Regions from separate parts of the Sus scrofa genome. Here region 2 is linked to region 1. The links are chromatin contacts, called in public HiChIP or PLAC-seq maps. All regions are on one chromosome and are shown on one strand. The core of a region is the stretch at or near the end of the contact, and the rest is flanking DNA. Distances in the headings are between cores, read along the strand shown. Region 1 overlaps WIPI1 (WD repeat domain, phosphoinositide interacting 1). Region 2 has its middle 7.8 kb from the start of RGS9.

Evidence for each region. HiChIP or PLAC-seq counts read pairs in DNA pulled down with a chosen protein or histone mark.
Region 2: an H3K27ac HiChIP or PLAC-seq map of alveolar macrophages shows a contact between it and region 1. The contact joins two enhancer-like sites. A contact is called at or near these places in 6 of 47 Hi-C or Micro-C datasets (blood, liver, mesenteric adipose tissue and 2 more) and 1 of 2 datasets of contacts at active chromatin or transcription factors (alveolar macrophages).

What each region holds. Positions count from the first base shown.
Region 1 is chr12:11,735,946-11,739,169 of Sscrofa11.1, forward strand. WIPI1 (WD repeat domain, phosphoinositide interacting 1) reads left to right here. Exons shown (of 13, transcript NM_001190294.1): 5 at 1,253-1,350; 6 at 1,987-2,079; 7 at 2,739-2,809. Among named protein-coding and RNA genes, the nearest start is that of WIPI1, 22 kb to the left of the region's middle. Within about 2 kb of position 1,661, at least 23 of the 83 cell types and tissues checked have an H3K27ac peak or open chromatin away from gene starts, as enhancers often do. A contact at or near this core is called in alveolar macrophages and skeletal muscle, where this site is marked.
Region 2 is chr12:12,005,955-12,009,115 of Sscrofa11.1, forward strand. No RefSeq gene overlaps it. Among named protein-coding and RNA genes, the nearest start is that of RGS9, 7.8 kb to the right of the region's middle. Within about 2 kb of position 1,482, at least 71 of the 83 cell types and tissues checked have an H3K27ac peak or open chromatin away from gene starts, as enhancers often do. A contact at or near this core is called in alveolar macrophages and skeletal muscle, where this site is marked.

The DNA.
Region 1 (3,224 bases), core at 411-2,910:
TGCCTAGCTGTTCTTGGAGTTGCATTTGGATTGCAAATTCCCCAGTTGAGATGGGGAATCGGGGTTCCCAGAGAACGCTGAGAAGGTATGAGTGGTTTCTGCTAAAGCCAGGTGACCTTGTCCAAAGAAGAGGGATGCAGGATACCAGAGCCTACAAGAAAGGGTGCTGGGCTCAGTCCCCTTCCTCCCATAGCTTCCTAGCACATGCTAAGAGCACAGCCCTGGCTCTGTCCTCAACAAAGCCCGAGCAGGAGTTAAGACCTTGGTTCCTGTTCTCGACATTTGCTTCTTTTACTTGTTCTTCACCTGCAGCTGATTAGGTCAGAAACGTTTTAGCCTGACCTAAAGTTTTTCTTATACTTTTAAGAGAAATCCACTTAACATCCTAACTTGTAACAAAGATAGAGCCACCTTATTTATTGAAAAAGATGTCTCTTTCCTGATCTTGAAGTTCCCGATCTGGTAATGCTTTTGGTTCTGGCGATTCCTTGAATGCAGTACTATATAAATACTGCATTATTCATCTCTATTGATCTAAACCATTGCTATGAAAATCCTTTACTTAAAGGCTATTAGACTCCTCCCTGCCTTGAAGCCCCTGATAAATAATACTGGCATAGGTGGGTTGGCTGTTTACGCTTCCAGAATATTGTTGAGCATCTTAAATCCAAATTGCCCTCTTTCTGTAGTTTGTTCCAATGGCAGGCACAGCATCTTCCCGCAGGTGCAACCGTCCATGAATTTCCACCTCCGAAGGGGCCCAGTTCCCTTATCAGGGCAGGACATTTGGCTCAGAAAGGGGCAATTTCCAAATAGGTCCTCCCCTGCACCCACCCAAGTTCCCCACCCTTCCACCTGAAATGGCATTTAATCACTTGCAGAAAGACAACACAGCCTCTCACAGTAAGAACACTTATTTCAGTTAAGAGTAAATTGTTTATTGCCCTCCTTGTAATGGAAGATGTTATTTAAGGACCCTTGGGTACCATGTGAAGAGGAGTAGGCAAAATATCCTAAATTCTGGATTCTTGGCTGAAGGGTGGACAAGGTCAGGGTCAACTCAGGGAGGTCTTACCCTGGGAACGTACTTTATATTGGAGTCTTTGGATTAGAGCGAATTGTCACCGCCTGCGAGGCCGTTCCTCCCCTCACCAGCAGGTGGCGCTGTAGTTGTACCGTTTTCAGATGCCCTTTCCAGGCCGGGCCTCCCGGATGGACCTTGGCTTTTCATCTGCGGTTTACCCTCTGCCAGGTCTGTGCGCCCTCTCTATCAACCATTCCAATTCTTACGTGGCCTATCCTGGAAGCCTGACGACAGGAGAGATTGTGCTGTACGATGGACACTCCCTGGTAAGTTGGCAGCGAGCCCGACAGCCCAGCCCACCTGCCTGGCCGCCTGGTCCGGGACAGGTGAGGGGCAGGCTGGGTCGCGTGGGGTGAGGCGCGCAGGTGGAATCAGCACCCGGCGAGTGCGCAGTGGCCGCGGCCGTCGGGTGTGGAGGGGAAGGTAGTGCTCTTTGCCCTCATCGCCATCAGTCAGCATAACCACCCGGCAGCGGGCCAGGCCCAGACACCTGCGGTGGAATGGAAACCTCGTGCCAGCTGGGGCCCGTCGTCGGGCTGAGTGTGTCATGCTGGGCTGTGGCACGGCCTGCGACAGAGTGCAGCTGTTTCACGTTTCCTGTCCTCTGCTCTCAGAGGCTTTGCGGAGCGGGGCAGGCTTGCTGCAGGAAGCCAGGCGCCCAAAGATGCATCCAGAGAGCCCCTGCGACATCACTCTTGCACCTGGCTGCCCCTCCATCTTCCCGGGGGCAGGAAAAAGGACAGAAATGGAGCGGCCCTTGAGGCAGGATCAAGACACACAGGGAAAGGACATACAGCTGGTGGAAAGAGAGACGCGGAGCCCAGCACATGCGGAGGGTGTCCTGGAGGAAAGACATTTTCTCTCTTCCCCTCATCAATCTCCATCTGCCTTTTCACCAACAGAAAACACTCTGCACCATTGCTGCCCATGAGGGGACACTGGCTGCCATCGCCTTCAATGCCGCCGGCTCCAAACTGGCGAGCGCGTCGGAGAAGGTGAGTGCTCCCGTGTTTGGGGCGCTTCTCCGCAGGGCAGGGGAGGGCTGCAGGTGGCCTCAAAGAGCAGATGGGAGGGGACAGGTGATACGAGGACTGGTGGGCCCCTGCATGTTTGTTTGGTGTATTGGTGCATTTGTTACATGAAGAGGCCACAGGCCTCTGCTGTGCAGGATACGAGAAACTTTGCACCAACCCGCACGGTCTTAAGACACGTGCATGCACACCCGCTCGGGTCCGGATAGGTGCTGTGCTGTGTTTCAAAGACACAGTAGACACAAAATGCATGGCTGTTCAGCAGGCAGGCCGGATATCTCATGACTAGCAGTCGGGGCAGGTGACTGAGCTGAATTTCAGACGCCTGAAAAACAGGTGTATTTTTGACAAGCAGGGACTGAATATTCTAGAAGCCAGAGCCCTTTGAAGGAACACGCACAGCACCTTGGGCTAGGGGAGGGAGAGGGAGACAGAGGGTGTTCCATTCACAGCCCCAGAATGGTTTACGTGGCACAGACACAAACCAAAAACCTCTGGGCGCAATGCTCGGTGCTTCCTCTCCCGAGACAGATGTTCAAAAGCAATAGGACAGGCTCCTCTCTAAAGGGACACATCTGTGTGGCCATTCACGGGACGAAACGCCCACCTGCTTTCTCTTCCAGGGCACTGTCATCCGGGTGTTCTCGGTACCCGAAGGGCAAAAGCTCTATGAGTTTCGGAGAGGAATGAAAAGGTCTGTCTGCCCAGGAAAACCCGCTTGAACGTACGCCCAGAGGTTCTGCAGGGGACAGCTGGCAGCCATCGGGGAGTGGACCGAGGGTGGCTGTGTCCCCCCGCACCCCCCAGGCAGGGGTCTAACTCTGCTTCCTCAGGTGACTGACCTAGAGGCCCCGCTGAGTGCTGAGCACACCTGAGAGCGGAGAGGACTTGTTTTTTTCCCCCCTTTGGCCATGCCCTAAGCATATGGAAGTTCCCTGGCCAGGGATCGAACCCACGCCACAGCAGCAGCCCGGGCCACTGCAGGGACAACACCGGATCCTTAACTGGCTGCTGTGCCACAGGAGAACTCCCGGGGAGGCTTTTTAGCCTGGGCCTTCAGCCTGGAGAGCCCCCTTTTTTTTAATTGTAGTATAATTGATTTACAATGT
Region 2 (3,161 bases), core at 232-2,731, 270 kb after region 1:
CACAGCAGTGACAGTGCCAAATTCTTAAACGCTAGGCCACCAGGGAACTCCTCCATTTAGTTATTTCTATTGTTTAATAAATAATATATTGATAACATTTGCTCAATAATATTACGATCTTGTCCACTGTCCATGATGTGTGTGGGAGGAAGGGCAAGGAGGGGTCACTTCCTTTTCCAAATGTTAGTAGATGTAGTACTTCATTATTTATGGACCATTTTCTAGAACATCTGTAAAACTGAAACCATCCTTACTGAAATTCAGTCAGATGATTTTCAAAAAGCAGTTCTGAGATGTCTTTTGAGAAGTGAGAGTGCCTCTTGAACAGGACTGTGCTCAGGTGAAGGATTTCTTTATGTCAGCATCTCCCAAAAATATGTTCTGGGAAAAACCACATTGGGGAGATATTAATAGGGTGTTACTCAAGGCTCTGTGGTCAAATGCTTGAGAAACACCAGGCTAACCAAAGTGACGCGAGTTCCATTATTGCGGAGTTTCTCAGAACAATTTAATACTCTATTATTATTTGTGCTAAGAGACTATGGTTCAAATCCTAAATTTATTTGTCCATCTTTTATTTTCCCCTCAGGAACACATTATGGTAAAAGCTTATTTATTTTATTTATTGTCTGTTTTTTAGGGCCATGTTTATTTATTTATTTACCTATTTGTTGTCTTTTTTTTAGAGCTGCACTGGTGGCATATGGAGGTTCCCAGGCTAGGGGTCTAATCAGAGCTGTAGCTGCCGGCCTACACCGCAGCCACAGCAATGCAAAATCTTCTTTAAATACTCCCCAATCTTTGTGTGTGTGTGTGTGTGTGTGACACCCGCAGCATTTGGAGGTACCTGGGCAAGGGATGGAAGCTGAGCCACAGCCCTGACAATGCTGAGTCCTTAACCACTAGGCCACCAGGGAACTCCTGCCCCAACATGATCTTATAGAGAAGATAAATCTGGTTCATTAAACATACTAAGATCACACACAATAGGAAAGGATCACATACAGTAGGACAGGATGGCAGATACCATCCCCATTTTAAAACTGAGCGCACTCCAGGTCAAAAAGTTCAGGTAGTGAGTGCCTGTGCCAAGCTGCTGCCCTGGAAGAGAAAGAACCCCGGCCAGTATTCTGCAAGTAATCTAGTCGCCAGAGTCCCACTTCCCCTTCCTCTCCCACGGAGAGGGCATTCTGATACCCCATTCCGTCTTCCTTCCAAACTGCACTCTGCATGTTCCCCCGGAACCCTGTTCTTACAGGGCCACCGCGCTGTTTGCCCTGACTCCTCTCTCCCCAGTCTAGCCACAGTTAAATACTAAGACACGTTGTTTCAGTTACTTGACTGTTTTTTTTTTTTTTAATATTTTATTTTATTTTTGGCTGTGCCCAAAGCATACTGAATTTCTCGGTCAGCGATGGAACCTGCGCCATAGCAGTGACATGGCCAGATCTTTAACCCACTGTGCCACCAGCTAACTCCACTTGACTGTTTCTTAAACGGGCCGTTCTCGCAGATACACGAAAACAAGCCCTAAATGACATATTTTTAGGTTGGGGTTTCACCGTTATTTTCTCCGAGCCAATGGGCCTCAATCAGTTACAAAAAAATAAGTCCACAGCTCTGAGTATTCGAGGAGCTGATCCCCAGTCAGCACTTGGAGGAAAGGGGCCCCGGCGCCGTGGCCTTAAGGCGGCCCCCTCTGTGAATCCTCGCTCCCGGCCCCCCAGTTCTGGTGCCCGCGCCCCGCACCTAGCGACCCCCACCTGAGCCCCTCGCAGGAGACACACCCTCCCACCAACGCCCGCAAACTCGCCGCCTTGGGGCGGGTGGGGGCGGAGCCGGAAGTGGGCCGCCGGCGGAAGTCCTCCTCCCGGGAGCCTGCTCTTCCTCTCTAGGAGTTTGGAGGCATCCGCACCTCTATGGCCTGGGCCTGGGGTGGCCACCCTGCGTGAGGGGCCTTTGGGGCTCTAGAGGTGGATAGCAGCTCGCTGCCTTTGGGACGCTTTCCTGCCCTTTTATTCGCGAGTGCACCTGGCAGCGCTACTGGTAGGGAGTCGGAAATTGCCCTCATCACTCTTATAAATAATGGAGCTACAGGAGCACAATAGAGTCCCCCAAACCAGTTTTCTAGCCGTTTTGTACTAGAGTAGGCGCACATTTTTTTATTGACACGAAATCCAGCTTGGATGCAGTAACACAACTGAAATGACCTTAAATAATAATACTTAAAAAAAAAAAAGATTTTATGTTTAGAGTACCTTCTCCTCCCCACCCCCACCCAGGCAGAGCCCTCTTGTCCCCCTTAATCCTGCAGGGACAGGCGGGTACACCTGTGCTTCCCCTCAACCCCAGGGGCCCCAACTGGCTGTTCAATCAGAGGTTCATGTGAACAGCTTTTTTATGGTACTCTCTTATTCCGGGTTGCTGCTCTAAAAAGAGGAAGGGGAAACTAGGCAAGTACAACTACAGAATCCAGTAAAATTAGAATTGTCTAGGTAGAAAAAGCATAATAAGGGTGTGGGGAAGTTAGTTCATTCCGGGCAAAGGGAACAGAAATATACAGTCCTATTGAAAAACCACCGAGCGATCTATAGCAGAGGCCATTGCACGTGTTTAGGCTCTGACTCGGGAGAAAATTCATCCCAGCGAAATAATCCAAGAGGGAGGAAGAGCTGCATTTCTGAAGCAGTTCTGTAATGGACCCCTTTTGACTTTTACTTGCCCAACATCCAGTTTTCTTTTTTCTGGTTTTTGCATCATGATTTTTCCGTGGGAACCATGGAGCTCTCAGCGCAGGTCTGGGGTGAGCCCAGGCCTGGCTGATGGGAAAATCCCAGCGTGGATTAAGGAGGTGAGATGTGTAGGCAGAGGCCAGGCGGCCTGGGTCTCATTCCTGGCTCCGCGGCTTAAGCTGGGCATGAACTTCAGCTTCTTATTTATCCTCTTTCCTCCTTTGTTGAATCCAGTATTGATAACAGACAACTACTAGGGTTGGCGTGAGCGCTCAGTGAATGGAGCAGGTATATTAACGCCTCTTATGTGAAACCTTTGTTATTTCCTCTGAGCAGACTCTGCTCACCTTTCTGTTCTGTCCTTTTCTCTTTTGCCTTCCACATACTCCTGTTCCATCCACTGCATTATCCTGGACTTATATTTCATCT